Linked DNA regions of Mus musculus: region 2 is linked to region 1. A link is a contact called in public promoter capture Hi-C data. All regions are on one chromosome and are shown on one strand. Each heading gives the region's core, a stretch centred on a gene start, on an enhancer-like site or on the middle of the called end of the contact. The rest is flanking DNA. Distances are from core to core; before and after follow the strand shown. Region 1 overlaps Gap43 (growth associated protein 43). Region 2 holds the start of Qtrt2 (queuine tRNA-ribosyltransferase accessory subunit 2).

What was found. Promoter capture Hi-C pulls out the DNA fragments that hold promoters and counts their contacts.
Region 2: a promoter capture Hi-C map of hippocampal neurons shows a contact between it and region 1, with 9 times the contacts expected there. The contact joins the promoter of Qtrt2 here to the enhancer-like site in region 1. A contact is called at or near these places in 9 of 39 promoter capture datasets (the 3T3-L1 cell line, 3T3-L1-derived adipocytes, cranial neural crest and 4 more) and 1 of 115 datasets of contacts at active chromatin or transcription factors (astrocytes).

The regions. Positions count from the first base shown.
Region 1 is chr16:42,272,627-42,278,598 of GRCm38.p6, forward strand. All of the region lies in intron 2 of Gap43 (growth associated protein 43), which reads right to left. Among named protein-coding and RNA genes, the nearest start is that of Mir6540, 28 kb to the right of the region's middle. Within about 2 kb of position 3,120, at least 50 of the 459 cell types and tissues checked have an H3K27ac peak or open chromatin away from gene starts, as enhancers often do. A contact at or near this core is called in hippocampal neurons, where this site is marked.
Region 2 is chr16:43,886,656-43,892,627 of GRCm38.p6, forward strand. It overlaps Qtrt2 (queuine tRNA-ribosyltransferase accessory subunit 2), which reads right to left and starts at 3,021. Exons shown (of 9, transcript NM_001356329.1): 1 at 2,912-3,021. Ccdc191 (coiled-coil domain containing 191) reads left to right here and starts at 3,247. Exons shown (of 16, transcript NM_027801.1): 1 at 3,247-3,383. The coding sequence starts at 3,336. Gm25989 (a small nucleolar RNA gene) reads right to left here and starts at 159; the gene lies at 27-159.

The sequences.
Region 1 (5,972 bases), core at 1,870-4,369:
CTCCATCATGGATAGAAGAGGTACCTGTGAGTCCATGTCCTTGGCAGCTAAATCTTGCTCTATCTTCTTAGGACTCTGCCTTCTGTGTACCATGAAGAAACTCCCCCATCACATGCTGTCATTCTCATAATGTTTTGCCTAGGCCCCTGGGGCCAAGGAGCTATGGATTGACACCCCTGAAACAATAGCCTTTCCTCTCTGTGGATGTTTTTATTACATGTTTTGATTACAGCCATGTAAGAGTAACCAACACAGTTGGTCATCAAAGGCAAACATTGGACGGAAAGTAAGAAATCAAAGAACCAAACTTTGAGGTGACACTAAGTTTAGAAGTAAGAAGAAAGAAAATGATTGAATCCAGGGTTAAGGGATAAGACTAGGTAACGTACTATGTGCCTGTGAGTTTTGTTAGCATTGGCACAAAGCAGAGACTTCTGAGAGGAGGGAACCTCAATTGAAGAAATAGCTCTAGCCATATCTGTACAGTATTTTCTTGAGTGTTGCTTGATGCAGGAGGACCCAGCATGGCCAGTTCCACCCCTGGGCAGACAGGAGATATAAGGAAGGTATGAGAAAGGTACCCAGATGTGAGCCTAGGAGAAAGCCATGCTCCTTTATGGTCTCGGCTTCAGTTCCTGCCTCCAAGTCTCTGATTCCCCCAATTTTGGACCCAATGATGAACTGCAGTTTGTAAGATGAACTAAACCTTCTCATTCTCTAAGTGACTTTTAGTCATTCTATCACAGCAGCAGAAAGGAAACTAAGACATAATCAAAGACCAGTGGTGAAAGTATTTCCAAGTACAGTAGGAACTGACAGGTTAACCATCAAATGCTAGGCAAAGCTGAAAACTCCAAACTGACTATTGCATTTCCCACTATGGAAGAAATCTGTGATTTTGGACAAGATTCTTTAAAAAAAAATTATTCATTTTATGTATATGAGTATGCCATCACTGCCTTCAGATATACCAGAAGAGGGCACCAGGTCCCATTACCATGGGGCTACTATGTGGTTGCCGGGAATTGAACTCAGGACCTCTGAAAGAGCAGTCAGTGCTCTTAACCACTGAGCCATCTCTCCAGCCCTTGGACAAAATTCTTTAAATTGAAGCTGGGAAGATGGATATGGTCATTAGGAATTAAAAGAAAGAGGGAGGGAGAGATGGAGGGACGGAGGGAGGGAGGGAGGGGGAGAGGGGGAGAGGGAGGGGGAGGGATGGGGGAGGGGGAGGGACAGAGGGAGGGGGAGGGACAGAGGGAGGGGGAGGGGGAGGGACAGAGGGAGGGGGAGGGGGAGGGACAGAGGGAGGGGGAGGGACAGGGGGAAGGACAGGGACAGGGACAGGGACAGGGACAGGGACAGGGACAGGGAGAAATAAGGAAATTGGTGTCTGAGTATAGGCAACCCTTTTGAGAAAGAAATACTCAAGAGCCAGAGAGCACAAGTCTGAATCTGGAACCTGTCACTTCCTAAATGTGGCGCCTTCATCACCTCATGTAACCTTTCTACACCTCAGCCTCCTCAGCTACAAACACCCCCTGGTAGGGTTGTTTGGTGTGTGAGGCACATAGATGGCTAAGCAGTAAATGCACCTATCACTTTATCCTGGAAAAGATGACTCGGTTATCAAATTCTATTCCAAGTCCTAGAGTCCAAATTCACAAATAGTATTATTTGAGCAATTTTGTGAGGATCCAGCCAAGGCTGGTCTGGTCTCGTAGCACATTGTGACAGCCGCAGATTGAGTCCCTGCAAAGGCGGGCCACGTTCCATTCTTCTGCTTAATGTAATACTCAGGTGTTTCAAAGCAGTCTCATGATTCTGAATAGTTAATGACTCCCTCAAACTTCTTTATTTTTGGAGGACCCCAAAAGATTTCTTTTGTGATTACGCTGAATTTCGGTGGTGGTGTGTGAAAAGGACTATTGAAAATGTTAAGGCAGACATTTCTGTGCTACAAAGCCAGATGATCTTACATTCTGTCAAACGGAAGTCTTTATCAACTAATACTTCAGCATTACACTAAAAACTGATATCTGTATAATGCTCCTGACACATTTTATGACTGCAATTACTCTATTTCTAATGTTGCATATGTTTTATTATATCTAAACCTCCCCCAATTGGAAATCCAATAATAACATAGATAGCAATTATTAATCAAACATTAGGGTAACCATTTCCTTAATCACATTAGACTATAGAGCTCAGTTGGTCCCTTTTATTCTAATCTGACTTTATTTTATAGGAAAATAAAAGTATTAATGTGAGGGTTATAGAGAGGAGAGAGACTGAGACTCTGATCCATCCACACACATGAAGTTTTGTTGCTCCCTTCTGTATCTATAAAAGTAAATAATAGCCTAAGCACAGAGTGACTGTGGCTTCAGGAAGTTACTACATATACAGAATTTAGCAATTACTCTAGAACAAAAGCATAAATAATCTATAGTTTTCATCAGTGTTATATTTGCTTGCTCCTTTTAAAAACTGGTTTTCTGGTGTTTTTGTTTGCTTTGTTTTTATTTGTTTGTTTGTTTTGTTTTGAAACTGGATTTCTGGGTAGTCCTGGCTGTCTTGGGACTCTCCCTGTAGACCAGGCTGGCTTTGAACTCAGAGTTCCACTCACCTCTATTTCTGGAGTGCTAAGATTAACGGTATTCTCTACTAAGTCCTTTGCTCTTCCAATGACTTTTCGTAAGGACCTAATAGATGATTGTCAGACCAAGGACTGACAAATTCGAAGTGATCAGATACGAATTAGGTTGTTTTCACATTTTAATTAAGACTTGGGATAGATAGCATTGGGAACAGAGTCACAATTGTTATTGTGAAGAATCCTCAATAAATTATGGGACTTCAATAGACAAATGGAGCAAGTACTATATTCTTGTAGATTTACTACAGGAGGATGACGGTTGGTATGTAGCTGAAAGGGCAGTCTACACCCTCCGCCCTCAGCTGCCTGCCACATCAGTACAGCCCCAGGAGGCTTCAGAAGATGTGCTCAGGTCTCTTGAGTGGCTGCATCTCCCCCCACCCCCCAGAAGCGACAGGGGACAAATGGCTGCTGGCTCGCTACACAGTTCCACTTCACTCTGCTCCCACCCTCTTGCCAGCCCACCAGGCACGTGCCAACAATGAGCTGCCTGCTTCACTGGGATCCTCGGCTCCATTAATAAGCCCTGGAAGGCTGATAATTGGAGATTTGCGGAGCCTGCCGTCTTTCAATGAGGCGGGTTGTTATGGAAACCGCAGGCAGAGCATCATGTACATATTATTGATCCTTTAAAATAATAATAAAAAAGGACCATTAGAATGTAATGTCCCTTTTTCTTACCTCACTTGGCTCCCATCGTTTTCTTTGAGAAGTTTGTCATCAATTTGCACACGTGACAATTCACAGCTCATCTCTCTCTTTATCTCTTAGCACCCGCCCCACCCCTTTCTTAATTACAGAGAATCTTTCACCTCTAGCAGGAGAAAAAAAGTCAGCTGAGCAGAAAACCAAAGGAACACCAAAGAGAACACTCTCAATCTAATTTAACACCAAGGCATTAACTCGATAATTTGAGACAAGAGAAATCAGTCATGAGTATCAATGCACATTTCCTCGCCATTAAAAATAATAATAATAAATCGAACAGAGCTTAGAAATGACTTCGGAGCCCCACCCTAGTTTATTCTGGTGGCAAGATGTTCACCACCCACGATGAAGCACACACGGTGCTCTGGAAAGGAGCCCCCAGCGCTCAAGCCAAGGAAAAAGCCGGACTATTTTTCTGAACTACTTTTAAAATTTAGCTTTACACTCTTGCAGAAAAAAATCCAATTACTCCTTTTACTTAAGGAATACAGACATAATGCCGAAGTGTACCTGACTGGGAGGCCTGTGATCAGCATTAAATGAATGTGCCTGAAGGCTGCTTTGGACTTCAGTGTCACCCAAATTCCTTGCGTTGAAAAGGCCTGGGCGCCATTGTTTCTTGGTGAACTTCCCATTTTTCCCCAGCAGAGGGCAACAGAGTAATACTGTTCCCGACCTTGAGGTCTGCGGACCAGCCACGAATCCAAAGCAAAGCACACAATTGGTTCAGGAACGATTTGCTGTGGCAAGGTCCTACTTTGAAGCCTTTCTGAAGTTAATTGTATTTTTAAGTCCTTTTAAAGGTAACCAAAATCTAAGTCTAGAAATATTGTTTACCAAAGTCATGAAGTCATGGGAGTGGATGAACTAAAATTAATGTTACATTGTGAAATGGATTTCGAGAGCAGGTAATGCTTTGCAGTGGCCTTATCTCTATAGGATAAGGTCTTATCTTATATCTAAGACCTTTGAATCCATAAAATACTATGACATCAGTTGTCATACTATTTTAATGTAGCAAAAGCATCTGCCATTGTTTAGTTTAAAGCCCCAATCACTTCAGGTCTGAACATTTTAAGGTCTAACACAGTCACCTTCCCCTCCCTGGTGCTATAGCAATGTTGCCTAATTAAGTTCACTTCCTTCATTCAGATACCTGCCACCCTGGTGACATCTGAACTTACTCTCTGCAATTAGACTGTGTTTCCAGTCAAACACATACTTTCACATAGCTCTGGGGCCAGGAGTTCGTTTTGTTTGCTTGTTGTTTGCTTGCTTGCTCCTTTTTAAAGGCCTTACATTGCTTCCAGATTGTACACTGAACAACAGCATTTTTCTTTTTACTTTTATATACCAGTATTCTTTACAACGCCTAGAGCTCTTGCGTAAGTCACACCTGCTAGCAAAGGAAAGTTATCTGTATGACAATGAAACGAGCTCCTTGGGTTACCTTGTCTCCTCCACGATGAGCCTAACTCATTATGTGACTGTTCAAGGTGATCCTACAAGACACGTCACTTTTCATTAGAATACACACACGCACAGCCCGTCCTGGGGATTGTTCGAGTACAGTGGGCTGAACAGTTTTGAAAACTGGTCCCAGCTGAATAGCTGATGAAAGACCAAACTCTCATCCATATTGACACACAGTAAAACATGTTACAGACCATTCCAGGAGATGAAAGGACTCTGTGAGACCCGCTATGCCTCGGTCAAAGTGACATCTAAGTTTCCTAAGAAGATTGAAATCTAAGTTGAAATCATTATACTTGTACTTACCTAGAAAGAGCATATTACCCATTTCTCTCAAGAGTTTCCAACTCTGTCTATCAAATCCCTAGATTGCAGTTTCTGAGGGACCAATTACAGGCAGCCTAAATTAATCCTACCCTCACTACCTGGTGGCCTTGGCTAACTTCCAGGCTCAATCATCACTGATAATGTAAGTACTTGGTAATGTTGCTGAGCTCCAAAGTAGGCCAAGTAGAATAGCCTCCGACTCTCAGGAGACTCGGTATATCATTATGTGTCTCTCTCTAGCTGACCACAATAAATTAAGTCATATTTGTACATTAATTTCCTCTTTAAAGTCAGGGGGTTGGTACCAAGGTACAAAATAATGTTTTCCAATAATTTCAGATTTTAAAAAAAAATTTTAAAAATTGGTCAGTTTCTATTAAACACTTGCTATATGTTCAAGGAAATACATTGTAGGAACTTTATATGCAAACCATTTAATGCCAATTGGGTTCGTCTCTGAGATCATTTCATAATGATGAAACCCATACTGAGCTATTGACAGAGCTCCTTAGGGACCATGTCTGTGCTTCAAATTCAATTCCAAGACCTGTACTCTCCCTCCTGTGTCACAGTCGAAGAGGACACTTACCTAACTCAACAGCTGCTGCAGTGCTCTGTCTACTGATGCAACAGCTAGTTATTCATAGCATACTTTCTTCTGTAAGATGAGTCCTTTGCATCATTTAAAATGCATCACTTTGTAAATATCTTGTGGTAGTCTGGGATTGGATGTATCATTAAAGGTACCCAGCAAGAAGTTTTAGAATAGCTTAGAGTTGAATCCAGGCCTGCCAAGTCCTAC
Region 2 (5,972 bases), core at 1,771-4,270, 1.6 Mb after region 1:
TGTGCACAGTTGTTTTGTTTTTTAAATAATGTGCCAATGACCGGGCTATGGCAGCTGCTGAGAAGAAACAGCTACCATGCATAAATCAAAGGATTTCTCTTGCCCATTGTATCCACTAGAAAGCTGTACCTACACAACAGCCTCCAGCAACCACAGGGCACTTTTAAAACATCATCTGGAAGTGATGTAATCACCGACCCAAGCAACAGCATCAAATGGTTTCATCTGCTTTTATCACCGTGGCCCGCCCCCTCTACTTACTGTGAGTCCCTTATATTGCAGGACTTGTCCTTTTCACTCTTACAGATTAAGTATTTAGGGGTCCTAAGGAAGGACCTTAGGATGCAGGGAAAACTGACAGGCAGTGAGCAAATTTGTATTTCTGACAACTCCCTGCCTTAACACTGCTAATGCCAATCTGCCTTCATCTGTCAGTAAGAAAGAATTTTTATTTTTATATGTTGTTTGAATGGATTATCTTTATGGACAGATGTCCCAAATTTGGCAACTGAATGCAGCAAGTGTGAGATGATCAATTTGGGGGGTGGGGGAACTATAGAGATTTGTAAATATTAAACATCCATTTCTCTCCCACCTTCCCCATATAAAGTTACCAATTATGTACACATAGAAAGAGACTATGAAGAACTTCCAAACAATTCGATGCACCAAGCTGATTCAGAAATGATGGATGTCGCAATATTTTAAAATTCTTTCCCTAATTGGTAGGGGAGAGAGAGAGATACACTAACAATACTAAACTTTATTAGGCACATGTGTTAAGAGTTTGGAAATATCCCTCATGGGAATGGATGATGCTATCCAAACCTGTTAGAAAGAAATACAGAAGAAATTTGAAGAAATATCCAATTATCCAATGAAAGTTTAAAAAAATAAATAAGAAAGAGATAAACCCAATGAGGCACATCAAAAATATAAGATGCAGGTCTGGGGAACTGGCTCGGTGGTTAAAAGAACTTGCTATTGGTGCAGAGGAACCAGGTCTGGTCCCTAGTCAGCACATGGCAGTTTACAATCACTTGTAACTCCAGTTCTAGAAGATCGGGTTTCCTATTCTCACTTGAGGGTACCATGCACACTTGTGGTATACATATATACATGTACACAAAAATATTCATACACAGAAAAGAAAAATAAACCTTTAAGAAACAAAGAAAAGGAGGAAGGAAGGATCCAGCAGAGAATGCTGGCACATAATTTAATTCTATCACCTGGGAGGCAGAGAGACAGGCAAATCTCTGTTAAGTTTGAGGCCAGCCTGACTCTAGAGTGTGTTTCAGGCCAGACAGGGCTACAGAATGAGACACCACCCCAACAACAAAAAAAGCAAATGGTAACTTCATCCATTGAAAGGCCTAACAATCATAGTAGTTACATTTATTGGGTACTTACCATGCTTGATACATTAACTACATTAACCCTCAAAACAAATACAACACAGACCCTACTCACCTTTATTTTATAAACTAGTCAAGTGAAGCTAATAAAGTCGCTGTGGGGTGTGAGTAAGAATGGCCCCCACAGGCTCATATATTTGAATGCTTAGTCACCAGGGAGTTGTACTATTTGAAAGGATTAGAAGGATAAGAGTTATGGACTTGTTGGAGGAAATGTGTCACTGGCTTTTAGGTTTCAAAAGTACATGCCAATTCTCTTTGTTCCTATGGATGAGAATGCAGTTCTCAGCTACTGCTCAGGCGTCTGCCTGCATGCCAACATGCTTCCTGCTGTGATGATAATGGACTAAACCTCTAAAACTGTAAGCAAGCCCTCAATCAAACGTTTTCTTTTATAACAGTTGCTTTGGTCATGGTGTCTCTTCACAGCAACAGAACAGTGACTAAGACAGTTACCAGTAGTAACTGGCAGAGTTGTTACTGGAATTATAGATGTATTAGTTTTAGAGGCTATAATATAGGCTAGTGGCTTAAAAGAAACTGAAATTTGTCAAATACAATGTTTCCATATTAACTGTGATAGTTCCCATTTTGCTACAGTGTAATTGTTCTTTTCCCATCTTGCCCCTCTACCTCTAAGCCATCTTCTCCAAATTGACAGCCTTTCTCCAGACTCATCCAAACATTTAAACACACTTGTTCTCCAAAAATGGACACACACTGTATTATATGCACTTCTCTGAACTCTGCTTTTCATTCAGGAAAAAATAGGCACACCTTCCAAAAAATCGCCATGAAACTAACTCTTCCAAAAGAACTAACTACCATTGAGACAGCGGAAAGTCTGAACGTAACACAGCCCATTCAACAATGTTCTTACTGGTTCACACTCAAGTTAGAGGGCAGGTGCTAGGTCTATGGGGCACAGCTTTCCTTATCATATTTCCACCAGTTTATAGTTTGGTTTAGATTCCCTGGCAGAATGTTTTACACACGTTGCTTTTTCAATCATTACAATACTCCCAGGGTTTAGGTACAATCCCATTTTGCCAGTAAGTAAGCTGAATTGCCAACAAGTGGCCGGGTCCAAAGCTCCAGTTCTGAATTTCTGCCCTGCCTTGAAAGCACACACGCCTTCAGTGGGCTGTTCATGACAACATCCAGGCATGGCTATTTAGATTCAATTTTCCCTTAGTTCCATTAGCCATCCCAGGAGCCCTAGACTTTCCTATTCGTATAGCTTCCCAAGTAACTGCTAAACTCAGAAAAACTTGCAGCTGAGAAGCTCATTCTCTGGCAGAGGCCAGGAGAACGGAGGTCCTTTTCTTTCTGAACTGTAACTGGCAATCACACTGGGAGACTCGGAGCTGGCAAAAGCCTAGACCAACAAGAAACCAAGTAATGACGAGGTGGGAACAAGACTGCAACGCAATAAAAAAAAAAAAAAAGTGGGCGCTATTCACCCTCCCTCAACAAGGAAAAGGAACACTCACCGGTTGATAACACAACTCCGCACCCTCAGGACCCTTAAACTCTTCGCAAGAGATAACACGTGTTCCGACTCGTAGAACCCTTGGCCCACTAAACCACGGTCTCCGCCGCAGAGCCAATCCGGAATTTCTGCGTCATCACCAAGCGCCAGAATTACGCAAAGGCCCTGCTAAAGAAGCCCAGTGACCTCCGCCGATGCCATAGTAACAGCGTGAAAGCAAGCTTCCCGCGCAACGCCTCCTGGGAGTAGTAGTTCCGGAATGTCTGACCCCTGTCTAGCTGCTAGGTGGCAGAACTACAACTCCCAGAACCACCTGAAAGCAGTCTGGGAGGAGGCGCAGTTGTCTCTGTTGTGGCCGAAGTCTAGGCCCGAGAGTGCAAAACGTGCTGCTGGCGCCCCAGGGAGGGTCCGCCTCAAAGAAGAAGATGGAGCTGAGTCGCTGGAAACGGTTATCAAGGAAGCTGAATCTCAAGGTGATCCCAGTCGGGAGCTTTGAGGAACATGGGCCGGCCCTAGGCGCCACACAGTCCTGAAGCCAGCCGCTTCCCGCCCTGCGCTTCCTCACTCTTCCCCCGGGGGCATCCTTACCTGGCCTTGGCTACCCTAGAGCCTGCACAGCCCTAGGTAGCGTGATTTAAGGAGCCAAAGGGTCTGTGTACTCACTACTGTGATGGGCTGCATCCTGTAAGGATTATTTCTATCTATGGAGAGGTCTCCTAGTGTCCATCATGGTGAGGGGAATTTGCCCCTAATCCTTACTCTGCCACCAATTTTAGGAAACTTTCCGCACATTTTCTTCTGCCCCCTTCAAATCTGAGTTAAGGGGTCTTTAAAAGGAAAAAAAAAATCATCACACGAAATTCTCTGACGTTATCCCTTATATCTTTCCCTTTCCAGTTTTACACAAGGTATCTAAAATGAACCCAGAAGTCCAGATGGTTGTATCTCAATACTTTATCCATATGGTTATCTCTAAATTTCACGAGCATTCAAAGTTAGAGCCTCCCTGTATCTCTTACCTCTTCTGTGTATTAGCACCTAAAGGCATCAGGAGGTTGAGGAAGAATTGGGGTGGGGGTGGGGGGTAATTAAAAATAAAAGAGACACCATTTAAAACTTGGAACATTACAAAAGTCACAGCCATGCAAAGTCACAGCCACACCAAGTGTGCCTTCCAGAATACCTCTTAACAGTCACAAAAATAGATGCTTTAAATGTAAAGGAGAGTATTGAAATGGAGGGGCTTCAGCTTTCAGCAGCAGAGCAGTTTCACCAGCTGCTCTTACCTTTCAGTTTTACTTTCCTGTAAAAAGAAAAAAAAATCCTCTTAGACGAGTGGCTTTTGTGGGGGCCCCAGGTAATCATTCTTGTGGGTTATCCTAAATATAGCAGCTGTGTGCACAGGGCACATTCCGCTTAGTGAAAACCATGCTCCAGATACCAGAGGGCACAGGCCAGAGCATTAGTGAGTGGAAACTGAGGTTGCTCCATTGCATAATAGATGGGGCCCGAAATAGCATATGAATATAGATTTGATGATGCAAGGCAAAAAAAAAAAAAAAAAAAAAATTGGGACAACTTAGAACTACAAAAAGAGGGATTTTTCCCCCCTGATAGTGCTCATTATTACTGTCTAGAGGATAAAGTAAAATCCATGAGCGCCTTGAAATTCAACTGTGTTTGAATAAGATCAGCTCTTTCTTTGTTGCCATGACAGTTATTTAGACAGAACAGCTGCATTAATTGTGTGTAAGGTGAGATGAAGGTGAAGTGTTAGGTAAGTGAGGGAGGATATTATACCCTTTACAGCAACTTTCTTGTGCCAGTTGATTGGTTTCTTGTCCCGTTGTTTTAAAAAAAAAAAAAAACAAACCCCGAATATTTTTGCAAAGCAAATCCCCTTGCTTACTCAGTGGCTGTTAGAGTTCTGTGAGCTTCTGGATGTCAGAGAACAGAGGAGGCTCCCTGTGGTCTCCATTTCTCAGTTCAGGTTAATAGCTGACTGATCTGGGTAGAGATTAATTTGTTTCGTTCGTTTTAGGCTTGGTACAACAGTACAAGTTGAGTAGTTTTGTTCCACACCCCCCACTCCTGTTTTATCAGACATCTCAGGTGTAGGAAGGACTGGAAGGCATCTGGCTACTTCTACAAACAGGAAAAGAAAGGACCATAACAGTCGTTAAGCAGAAAATGGCAGAAAGAGGTGAACTAAACAGTGTTTGTATGGGTTTCATGAGAAGTAATGTTTCTATACCCGAATATAGAATACATACTTCTATACGTTGACTCTTAGCCCTGGAGAACTAAGACATAAAAAAAAAAATGCTGATGCCTAGACTACAGACCTAGTACATTACAATCTCAAGGTAGCCAGGAGTGATAAGGATGTCACAGACAAGGCCTCCTGTTTCTTCTCCTGTGGTTTAATGCGCGTTCCCTGCTAGTCAGTGCTGAACTTGCCAGTGAAAAGTTGGGAGGAAAGGATGAAGGCTACCTTTCCATATGCTTTAGTGAGAAGACAGCTTAAAGACAGTAGTGTTGCTGAAGCTATTGCTATGCATTAATAGTTTGTATCTATTTCCTACAGTCTTCATTTGAGCCTGATAATGTGGGGCACTGGATTAAGGTAAGGCATTTCAAAATCAAACAGGAAGCATAAGGCTCAGGTGTCATGATAGATCTCCAGTGTGCATACAGGTGACTGTTGCTATTCCTGTACGATTTTGTATGTCACCTCAATTTTAGATTTTCTAACATCTTTCATTATTCTGTTGCTTTTCGTGAGGTGGCTTAAGTATAAACAAGAAAACAAGTCGATGCACATGCCTTTCCACTAGCATGAGCATTACATGAAGAAGCCAATAGAGTAAGAAAAAAGAGACCTTGGGAGGTAAAGTTGTAGCCTTCGTCAGACACAAGGAAGACGGTTTTGTACGTACTTCAACAAGAGGACCCATTGGCGAAAGCTACATGGCTATCACCAGAATTCATTAATGTCAAGAGCAGTCCAAAAATGGACTAAAAGTTTTCATTAAGAGGCATGTTTTCCATCACTGGGAGTA